Regions from separate parts of the Mus musculus genome. Here regions 2 and 3 are each linked to region 1. A link is a contact called in public promoter capture Hi-C data. All regions are on one chromosome and are shown on one strand. Each heading gives the region's core, a stretch centred on a gene start, on an enhancer-like site or on the middle of the called end of the contact. The rest is flanking DNA. Distances are from core to core; before and after follow the strand shown. Region 1 holds the start of Il13 (interleukin 13). Region 2 holds the start of P4ha2 (procollagen-proline, 2-oxoglutarate 4-dioxygenase (proline 4-hydroxylase), alpha II polypeptide). Region 3 holds the start of Slc22a21 (solute carrier family 22 (organic cation transporter), member 21).

Evidence for each region. Promoter capture Hi-C pulls out the DNA fragments that hold promoters and counts their contacts.
Region 2: a contact with region 1 is called in a promoter capture Hi-C map of hippocampal neurons, with 2.1 times the contacts expected there. The contact joins the promoter of P4ha2 here to the promoter of Il13 in region 1. A contact is called at or near these places in 4 of 39 promoter capture datasets (hippocampal neurons, liver and stem cell-derived epiblast-like cells) and 1 of 115 datasets of contacts at active chromatin or transcription factors (extraembryonic endoderm stem cells).
Region 3: a contact with region 1 is called in a promoter capture Hi-C map of liver, with 3 times the contacts expected there. The contact joins the promoter of Slc22a21 here to the promoter of Il13 in region 1. A contact is called at or near these places in 9 of 39 promoter capture datasets (the 3T3-L1 cell line, cranial neural crest, embryonic stem cells and 4 more) and 1 of 484 Hi-C or Micro-C datasets (nephron progenitors).

What each region holds. Positions count from the first base shown.
Region 1 is chr11:53,632,781-53,636,235 of GRCm38.p6, reverse strand. It overlaps Il13 (interleukin 13), which reads left to right and starts at 1,534. Exons shown (of 4, transcript NM_008355.3): 1 at 1,534-1,742; 2 at 3,023-3,076. The coding sequence starts at 1,602.
Region 2 is chr11:54,099,080-54,102,534 of GRCm38.p6, reverse strand. It overlaps P4ha2 (procollagen-proline, 2-oxoglutarate 4-dioxygenase (proline 4-hydroxylase), alpha II polypeptide), which reads right to left and starts at 1,611. Exons shown (of 16, transcript NM_001136076.2): 1 at 1,495-1,611; 2 at 888-1,015.
Region 3 is chr11:53,978,429-53,981,883 of GRCm38.p6, reverse strand. It overlaps Slc22a21 (solute carrier family 22 (organic cation transporter), member 21), which reads left to right and starts at 1,551. Exons shown (of 10, transcript NM_019723.3): 1 at 1,551-2,419. The coding sequence starts at 2,027. Gm30927 (predicted gene, 30927) reads right to left here and starts at 1,853. Exons shown (of 4, transcript NR_168634.1): 1 at 1,547-1,853; 2 at 487-575.

The DNA.
Region 1 (3,455 bases), core at 285-2,784:
CTGCTGCTGCCCGCATGCCTTCTGCTTGTCTTGAGGGGCAGGGGCCGTTGACTCACCCATGCAGCGCCCAAGGTGTTTCCCCAAGCCTTTCCCCACCCCAGGAGACCTCCAAGGGATCTGCCACCTTGCCCTGTCCTCCAGATTGAGAAACTGAGGCCCCACAGGGGTCATTTGGCTAGGCAAGGCACTTCAAATCCCGGGAGGGCACAAGGGACGGAGGCAGATTTCCAGTTCCCAGATCTGTAGAAGGTCGGGGGGCACCTCCACTGTGGACAGAAAGCTGTCATGTTTTCCCCAGTGGGAAGGGAGCTGGGCAGGACTAGGCCCTGCAGGAGTGAGGGCGTCAGGAAATTTGTGAGAAGATGGAATCTGGCTGAGGAGAAGAAACGGGTGGGGAAAGAGTCTGAGAAAGAAGAGGGGCCATGGAGGGGCCTCTGCTGGCCTGAGGGAGGAAGTGGGTGAGGGTGCATCTTGACATCACTACCCAATAGGCAAATGCTGCGGCCTCTGCAGGGGGTGGGTGGCTCAGTATGAGGAAAGAGTAGGGAAAAGGCTATGTGCGGGTGTCCCTGCAGCAGAGATGCTGCAGCTCCAATCATTTTCAACATTCTGGGAAATTTGAGGCCCTTGCAGGATCAGCGCAGCTTCTGCGGAGACGTGGAGGTTGGGGTAGGGGTGGGGGCTGGGGGAGTGTGATGGCCACAGTCTCGGCCTTATCAACAGCATTAATGCTCTTTGGCCTGGGCTGGAGTTTGGGCAGCCTGCTGCTGGCCCAACCCAGATATAGTGTCCCAACAGAAGGGTCAAGAGAAGACACTGGTGGGCCGGGTGTTCAAGCTGCCCACTGGCAGAATTAGCATCAGAAGAGATTTACTCCTTAAAGGTCAGGGGAATACCTGAGCCAGCTGCATTTCAGCGAACCTTTGGGCAGTACAAACGTCTATATCCCTCCCACTCGTGCAGCTGAGGAACAATAGTGTGGTTGGAAGTGGCTTCTTAGTCTCTCTGTCCTGTTTAAATTTTGTATCCAAACCATGCATTGCTTTGGTGATTTATCAGATACGTTTGTTGAAATTAAGAAGAAAAAAAGAAAAGAAAGAAAGAAGAAAGGAAGGAAGGGAGGAAGGAAGAAAGAAAGAAAGGAGAAAACTTCCCCAATTCTCACAGCTAATAGACTGATACTCACCTGCCCAAAGGGTGACAAGTACTTAGTGATCAAGGGGTCAGCATTGGGCTGGCTGCTCAGGAGCTTGGGGCGGTCAGCGGGTGGAATTACTGGGGCGGAAGTTAGCTTTGCTGATGCCCACCGTGGAAATAAACCACCCAGAACCTGGAAACCCTGTCCCAGACCCTTCTCAATAAATCCACTAAATCAGACTCTTTCCTTTAGCGGCCACTGGATTTTCCAAAAAAGAAAAAAAAAAATTCAAGATGAGTAAAGATGTGGTTTTCAGATAATGCCCAACAAAGCAGAGACCAGGGGTGAGGCGTCATCACTTTGGTTTATAAAAGCTGCTTCAACAGGCTAAGGCCACAAGCCAGCAGCCTAGGCCAGCCCACAGTTCTACAGCTCCCTGGTTCTCTCACTGGCTCTGGGCTTCATGGCGCTCTGGGTGACTGCAGTCCTGGCTCTTGCTTGCCTTGGTGGTCTCGCCGCCCCAGGGCCGGTGCCAAGATCTGTGTCTCTCCCTCTGACCCTTAAGGAGCTTATTGAGGAGCTGAGCAACATCACACAAGACCAGGTGAGTAGCACACACAGCCCCTTCCCGGAAGAGGTCATGAGCAGGCTGGGTCTGGGCCTGTGTGAGTGACAGACGAAGCCCCCTGGTCACCGGGCTCAAAAATGAGGAAGAAGAGCAGCTAACTTGGGGGGGGGGAGGGTGCAACAGTGTATGGACAGTAAAGGGTTCCCCCAAAGAAAAGACCTTTACAACAGGACAGGTTTAATCTAAGAAAACCCGTGGAGAAGAAACCTCTGGATGGGGAAACCAGACAGCTCTCCAACTGCTCATAGCCTAGGGATAGTTATGGGGACAGGGAAGAGTTGAGATGTTGGTCCAAAGCTTGCTATCAGTATTCAAAGAAGCAAGCAAGAGGGCCAGCTGATCCTTATCTGATCTGATAATGACTGGCTAGTCGTTATCAGGGACGTGTAGGAGTGGCGACCACTGTTTATCCAAAATGGAGGATTTTCTCAAAATGGCGTGGCCATGGCTAACAGATGGACCTTGCAGGGGTTGGCAGAGTCACCCGAGGCCTGGCCCCACTTCTACTAGCTCGGGACTCTTCCACAGAGGAAAACCGGGACGAGCCAGCAGCTTCCTAGAACCATTTGGCATCTGCCAGCTGGGTTTCCCATGTCATGTCCATCTGGATTTCTTAACCCATGTCCCTGTCAGGGTTTCAGTCAGTGGGACAGGACGCAGTGACGCCAACTCCTCTCTCTACTGGAAAATCAGCTCATAGCATCTGACCACTGATTACTGCCAAGCCTGGCACTGGATGCTGTCTTATCTTTATTGACACCCCCAGAGGCTGGCATGGTGGTTTCCTTTTGTGAGGTCCAGGGAGGCTAATGTCAGACTCAAGCCTTTTAAGAATCTCACCTGAGGCCTCGTGTGTGTGTCCCTAACATGGTGTCTCATTCAGAGAAGAGAAGTGGTCCACTAGGCTCCCACTGCCTCCCACTTGACTTGACTAGGTCAACAGCAGCCTCCCCCACCCCTCCTTTATAAAACCTCACTCTGGCCTTCTCTGTAGACCCCCGTCCTCCTGCCCAGACAGTGGCAAGCTTCAGATAAGGCATTTCCCCTGCCAACAGCCACTCAGTTTCCCTCTTTCAGCTCCAAGACTCTATTTCCTGCCCTAGCTCCTTATGCAGACTAGACAGCGAAGCATAGGGTGTTGAGGGGTTGTCAAGCCAGGCTCTATGCTACCCGAGGGATGCTTGTGGGCCTGGCCTGGCTGGGGTAGGCCTGTGACTCCTGCTACCGGTCTACTCACGGTCTCTTTGCTTCCTTAGACTCCCCTGTGCAACGGCAGCATGGTATGGAGTGTGGACCTGGCCGCTGGCGGGGTAAGGAACCTGGCCTGAGGGGATGTGGCGGCGGTTATTGGCTGTTGGCTTCTTTTCTCTAAGCCCCACTCATGTAGCTAGAGCTTTGCAAACAACCTTCAGAGATAGGCATGCCTAGAATGTCGGGGCTTTAGAGGTTGAGGCAGGGGGTTTACCATGAGTTTGAGGCTAGCCTGGACTATAATTGTAAGTTTTTGGCTGGCCTAGGCTACAGAAAGATATCCTGCCTCACAGAAAGCAACTGAAAAAAGCAAACTCTAGAACAACAGTTCTCAACCTTCCTAATGCTGTGACCCTTAACTACAGTTCCTCATGCTGTGGTGACCCCAACCAGAAACTTGTTTCGTTGCTACTTCATAACTGTACTTTTGCTGCTTTC
Region 2 (3,455 bases), core at 362-2,861, 470 kb before region 1:
AACCATATCGAGAGACTACACCCTGGACACTTCAGAGGCAGTGGAGATACACGCCAGAGGAAAGCCTGGTCAATTTAACAGGGCACTCAACCATGGGCTGACTTGGATGTGATATAAATTCAGAACAAGCAACAACTTGCAAAATCACCCTATAAATTTTGAGCTAGACAATAGACCTCTGCAAAGCTGAGAACGTTTGAGGATGTCAGAAGCTACAAAGTGGTGCACTGGGACCCTGCTCTTAGTTCCAGGAAGCTCTTCCATCAGGAGGGATAAGGTGTCAGTAACGAGATGGCCTGCATTAAGAAGCAAAATCCTTAAAGTGTCATTCTTCAGGGTAAGGATCCACTGTGTGGCCCAGTCAGGGAAGCCACGTCGCAAGGATGGAGTGAGTTGGCTGGAGGCCTTTCCCCAATGATTCTCTTGTACTGAGACTCCTTAGCGCGTTGAGAGCACAGCAGAGTTGCTGTAGGGGGCAATTCAATGATCTCCTTCAGCATAGTAAATGACACATTAGAATACAGATGACAGGAAGACCCACCTGTACTTCCCAGTAAAATCCTGCGACAGAAGTACCCAGACCCATGCTCACCTTGCAAGGGCTCAGTGGACTTTCCTCATGCAGATCTCTCACTGCTTGTGGGTGGGGCCCTTGGACAGCTATTCCCTAAAGCGGCCCTTTTCCGTTACCTTGATTCCACTACTGTACCACAGACGTGATACTGGCCCAAGCTTGCGGCCACTCAGGGTGATTCCTCAGTCCAGGTTCCTAAGTGACCAATCCAGTTTACCGGAGCCTCCCACCCCAGCCCATGTCTCCTGCCCGGAAGCATCCAGACATCTACCAAGTCCACACAGCCCAAACTCCACACTAACTCAGTACTTACCTTGCTGATGCTCTGGACCTGAACTTTCTGAGTCTTCCCTTCTGCCTGCCTCAGTCCTTGAAAGTCTCCAGGCACAGAGAATGCTCTATTTGTTGAATCAGTCAGCCAATCGCCACCGGTCTCTGAAACTGCTCAGGGAAAACATCAGAGGTTCGACAAGGATGTCTTCTGACAGATAGGAGGAGAGTTTCTGATTTAAGAGCCCATAAAACTGGCAGCGACCAAGCTGGTCCTTGCCAGGGTTGGGAGCCAGGGGTCTTCCTCATCCTAAGCAGCGCCGCCTTCGGGGCCAGGCGGGCGCCTCCGCCTTAGATCGGGGGGCGACCCCGGGGTCAGGTCGCCCCTTCCCGGGAGCCCGCCAAGTGTCCTGTCCGGCCCGGCCTAACAGTACCGGCAGGAAGGGCACCGCTGACCTCACCGCCCTAACCCTGGGAAGGGACGCGGGCGGGACAGGAACCCAGGCGGGTGCAGAATCAGGGCGCCGGACGCGGGGCACGGGGCTGAGGGACCCCGGATCCAGCTCCCGGCTCCGCGCAGAGCAGAACGCACCGCCCGGCCACCGGGACCCGAGCCCAGCCCGGCGACGACCCTGCGGACCCGCGCTCACCTGAACACGCGCAGAAGCCGGCGTTTCCAGAACCTCCCGCGGCGTCGCCCCGGCGCTCTCGGCTCCGCCCTCGTCACAGTCTCCGCCCGCTTGAGCCTCCGCCACGTCCCCACCTCCCGCCCCCCGGGCCCGCCCGGGCCTGGCTCCGAGCCACTGGAGCCTTCGGGAAGGCCCGAGCCGCCACGCGCTGCACGTATGCGATGCACACCTCCTTGCGCCGCGTGGGACCGGCACCAGGGGCGGCGCCCCCATCCCAGCCTGCTCCAGCCCTCTGTGGTCCCACCACCCCCACATCCATTACCACCGGCAAATTGCAGGAGGCTGGCGTCACTAAGATCGGGAATTGAGTATCCTGGGAGGGGAGTGGAGGGAGGGAAAAGACAAGGGTCTGAGATGTCAGCGCACCTCATCTCTCCAGATGACCCATCTCCAAAGCCTAACTGCTTCTCTGAGGGGCTCAGGCTAGCCAGGCTTCGGCTCTTCTGTAAATGTGAGAAGTTGGCGTAGCCTGGAGCATCTCATCCTAGGGCCAACCTATGGCTTATAACACAGGCCAATGAGATTGGACACCTCAACCAGCTCTGTCTGAGACACACACAGTCAAGAAGACAGGGAAGCAACCGACCTCGATCTGAACTGAAGGATGCTCTGGCAGCTGAGCAGGTTCCCACGCCTGCCCTGTAAGCTTGCTTCTCCATGAATGAGGGGAAGCAGTCTGAGAATCTCATCAGGGAGCAGAGCCCAGAACGGAGATGCCCGGCCTGTGGGACTGTGCCTGGAGTTTGGTGTGGATTTCCCTATAATGGCATGGACCAGGCAGACGGCCCAGACTAGGAAAGACAGACACACAGAAACAACTCAGAAAATACTACCTGGCCACTTGTCCGTGTCTGTGGCAGCTACCAGCCAAGAGCCCAGTTGAAACCATGCACAAACCTTTCTGCATCTGCTATGCCACAGAAAGTACAGTTTGCCCAGATCCTCAGATCCTCCCCATGCCCGCCCACTTCTCTGTCCGGAGTGGTCCTCCTCCTCCTCCTCCTCCTCCTCCTCCTCCTCCTCCTCCTCCTCCTCCTCCTCCTCCCCCTCTCCACAGGATCTTTCCCATTGGCCTATAAATACCTTCAATCCATGGCTATGGAAACATAACCCTCACCCCACTCTACCACCCACTGTGCATCTCTCCTTGGCCAACCAAGCAAGCAAAGTCCATCTTCTTGGCCTATCTCTCAGACCTTCTAGCTCCACAACAGCCCCCAACAGTTACTGTATTATGTTTATTGCTTTACCGTTGTTAAATCACCCTTACATGGTGTATGCTCTTTTTTATTTTTTTTTAAATTATCTTTAATCTTTTTTTTTTTTACAGTCCAGTTGTTATCCCCCATCCATTCTCACCGCCAACAGTTCCTCATCCCATTTCTTGTCCCCTGTCTCCAAGAGGATGTCCCCACACCCCCACACAACCCCACACTCCACCAGGCCTCCCATTCCCTGGGGCCTCAAGTCTCCTCAAGAGTTAGGTGTGTCTACTAAGGCCAGACCAGGCTCTGCTGAATATGTGTCAGGGGCCTCAGACCCGCTAGTCTGTGCTGACTGGATAGTGCCTGTGAGATCTCAGGAGACCAGGTTTGTTGAGACTGCTGGTCTTCCTATGGGGTTGCCCTCCTCCTCAACTTCTTCCAGCCTTTCCCTAATTAAACCACAGGGGTCCCAAACTTCAGACCATTGGTTGGGTGTATCTGCTTCTTAGTCAGCTGTTTGTTGGGCCTCTCAGAGGATAGCCATGCTAGGCTCCTGTCTATAAGTACAACATAGCATCAGTAATAGTGTCAGCCTCCCCTTGAGATCTGTCCCAATTTGGACCTGTTACTAGCCAGCCTTTCCCTCAGTCTTTTCTCCAGTTTTGTCCCTGCAGTTCTTTTAGACAGGAATAATTCTGGGTCAGAGCTTTTGACCAT
Region 3 (3,455 bases), core at 302-2,801, 350 kb before region 1:
ATACTTCAAATTGTTAGTTCTTTATGCAAAACTTGAATCTGACCACGTAAAATTTTTATTTACTAGATCTGGACATTTTATTAATATGGCTGTGACAATTATTGTTGTCAACTTGACAGGGTCTAGAATCACCTAAGAGAGAAACCTCTAGGTGTCTGTGAGGAAGCTTCTAGATCTCATTAGTTGGAGTGAGAAGAGTGACCCTCAGAGAGGCAGCATCTGTTCCATGGCCTTTGGTCCAGGACTAAGTAAGAGGAGAGAAAGCAAGCTGAGCACCAGCATTTCTCTCTCCTGGCTTCCTGACTGAGGCGACTGTGACAAGCTGACTCCTGCCACCCGGCCTTCCCAGAGTGACCGACTCTACCCTCTAAGCACAAGCCCAAACCTCTTCTCCCTTAAATTGCTTTTGTCTCTGTAACCAGAAAAGTTACGAATACAACAGCTACCAAGACAATTTTAATGATAATGTGCATCTGCTGTACACACCTGTTGTCCCTGCTACTAGAGAGGATGAGGCAGGTGGTCATTTGTGACCAAAGTTGCAGGTAAAGCCAGGGAAATACAGTAGGCCCCATCTAAATAAGTAAATAAATAAATAAATAAAATTATAAATGTAACTTCTCATTTCATTTGACAATATTACTTTAGAATTACACAATTGCTATTTTTATACCTTATCTTTTTAATTTTAGGAAATACTATTTGCACAAAACAATGGATTTCATTGTAAGGCTCTGTGTTTGTTTTAAGACGGGTTTCACTGTGTAGTCCTGACTGGCCTGGAACTATGTAGATCACCAGTCAGCTCCTGAATTAACTGTAAAAAATAACTAATTTGAGGGTATAATCCTAGACTAAGATCCTTAATCTTGAAGTTAAATTTTTATATTTGCTTAAGTCGATTTGATGAATAACTGAATGATTTCTTAATCTTTAAAAACATAAAGCACAGAACAGAGCCTAGAAATTGAAATTCATTGCCCACAGCCTCATGACCACAGCCTCAAAATTTGTCTCAATCTCTTAATGATTATTATAATATGACATTATGTGAGTGGGCGTTTTGATTGCATGTATGTCTGTGCACTATATGTGACAGGGGACCAGAAAAGGGGATTAGTTCCCCCGGAACTGGAGTTACCAGAAGGTTGTAAGCCTCCAATGCGTGCTGGGAATTGAACTCAGGTCCATTGAAGGAGAAGACTTTTGGTGGGATACAATCCCTTTCTGACCCATAACAAAAAGTTGAGAGGGTGTTTCATACCGAAATCCTACGCCTTTCTCCAAGTCAACACCCAGCTTGGTCACAACTTCCCCCAAAGGAGCCCTGGGGACCAGCTCGGGGTTGTGGCTTGAGAAGACCCATCCCTCCCTCTAGCAGCAGCTTCGGGGCGGGGACTACAGCGGCCCCGCCCCCAGCCCGACTCGCTCGGGGGGTGTGGCTTGAGAAGACCCGTCCCTCCCTCTAGCAGCAGCTTCGGGGCGGGGACTACAGCGGCCCCGCCCCCAGCCCGACTCGCTTGCTCTCGACTGGGAAGGACTTTACCTCAGGGCGTTCCTCAGCGAACAGCTCAGAGTAGTAGGCAAGGGACTCCTAGGCTCCCTCACACCCGCGCAGTTCTGAAGCCAGGCTCCATCCCGCTTCCGCACTGTCCAGCCAGCTCGGAGACCGGGACCAGACCCGCCTCACGTACAGGCGCGTCCAGTGCCCACTACGGATCACTCAGACTCCTGCCGCGCCCACCCCACGGTTCGCCTCAGGACTGCACGGCCGGCCTTGCAGTCTAGGCCAGACTCCGCGCGGAGTCCATCATGGCCTCACGTCCTCGGTGTCTCTGGCGCTGGCGGGGTCTGAGGCGGCGGGAGGAACTCACGAGCTTCTCCGTGTGGAAAACGTCTCCCGACGCTTTCTCGAACTCCTCTTCGACGAGTGACTGGTGCTCCGCGTGCACGGACAAACCGTGCGCCGCCCACTGCGCCCGAGTATCCTCGGATTCCCGGCGGGACGCCGTGGGCTGCCGACTCTATGCTTGACTACGACGAGGTGACCGCCTTCCTGGGCGAGTGGGGGACCTTCCAGCGCCTCATCTTCTTCCTGCTCAGCGCCAGCATCATCCCCAATGGCTTTACTGGGTTGTCAGCCGTGTTCCTGACGGCGATCCCGGAGCACCGTTGCCGGATACCAGACACCGTGAACCTGAGCAGCGCGTGGCGCAACCACAGTATCCCGATGGAGACGAAGGACGGACCAGAGGTGCCTCAGAAATGCCGCCGCTACCGACTGGCCACCATCGCCAACTTCTCTGAGCTAGGGCTGGAGCCGGGACGGGACGTGGACCTGGAGCAGCTGGAGCAGGAGAACTGCCTGGATGGCTGGGAGTACGACAAGGACATCTTCCTGTCCACCATCGTGACAGAGGTAGGTGACAGCCCCCCTGTCAGGGTCTGGTGACATCGCAGGCAATGGTTGTTCCTTAGTTTAACCACAAGCTCCCTGGTGATGAGCATCCTTTAAGAACATTTTATGAGATGACTTCTAGCCATAGTACGCCCCTCAGAGGACAAATGTCTGGCAGACCATCCGTCCATAGGGTCCCATTGAAGATAGAGTCCAGAAGGTTCTGCCCCTAGGAGATGCCCTGAGACCCTGAGTGGTGGGACTTTCTCGAGGTAGTGATGTGATTCAGAGGGGCCGGATTCAGACTTGCTCCAGAGAAGAGACCACAGGTTTTAGCCTCTGTTCAGAAAGGAAAGACTCTTTGCAGAACTTTTTAAAGTTAAAGAAACGTGTGTTCCAAACTCTCTACCCTTTCTGGAGTTATTCTTTCTTCCCTCACCTATCCTTACCCCAAAATGAAGTCTTGCCATGCCCCAGGAGAAACTGTTTTCCATTTGCCAGCGATGGATTGTTACTTCTTAAGGACCCATGTGTCTGCAGATCTATCCAGGGTGACTTGTTGGTATGGAGTCTTTTCCACAGTATTCTGGGACAAGATCACTGAAGAGGTTAGGTAAGGCATGTAAGGTTACTCTGAAGAGCGATGGAAACCTAATTCCTCATTCCCTTACACTTTATTCTTGGGTGACTTTGACATTTCTCAGTCACTCAGCTGGGGGATGTGACATGCTGTTTAATGGTGCATGTGGATGTGTTTAGTGACTTGGGCACCTGGGGTTTGTACCCACTCCTCTATCCCCATAATAGAAAAATAATCCTCATTATGTATGAGGTCAAGAGGTACTTTTTGGAGCTAGAGAGATAATTCAGTGGATAAGAGTGCTTACTGCTCAATCATAAAGAAAGACCTAATTTTAGATACAAGCCCCTTGGGGAAAAAAATGGAGGAAAGAATTAAAGAGGTTCTCATATAAAGGACCTGAGTTCAGTTTCTAGAACCCACACCAGGCAGCTTTCTACCACCTGTAACTCCAGTCTCAGATAATCCAGCACCGTC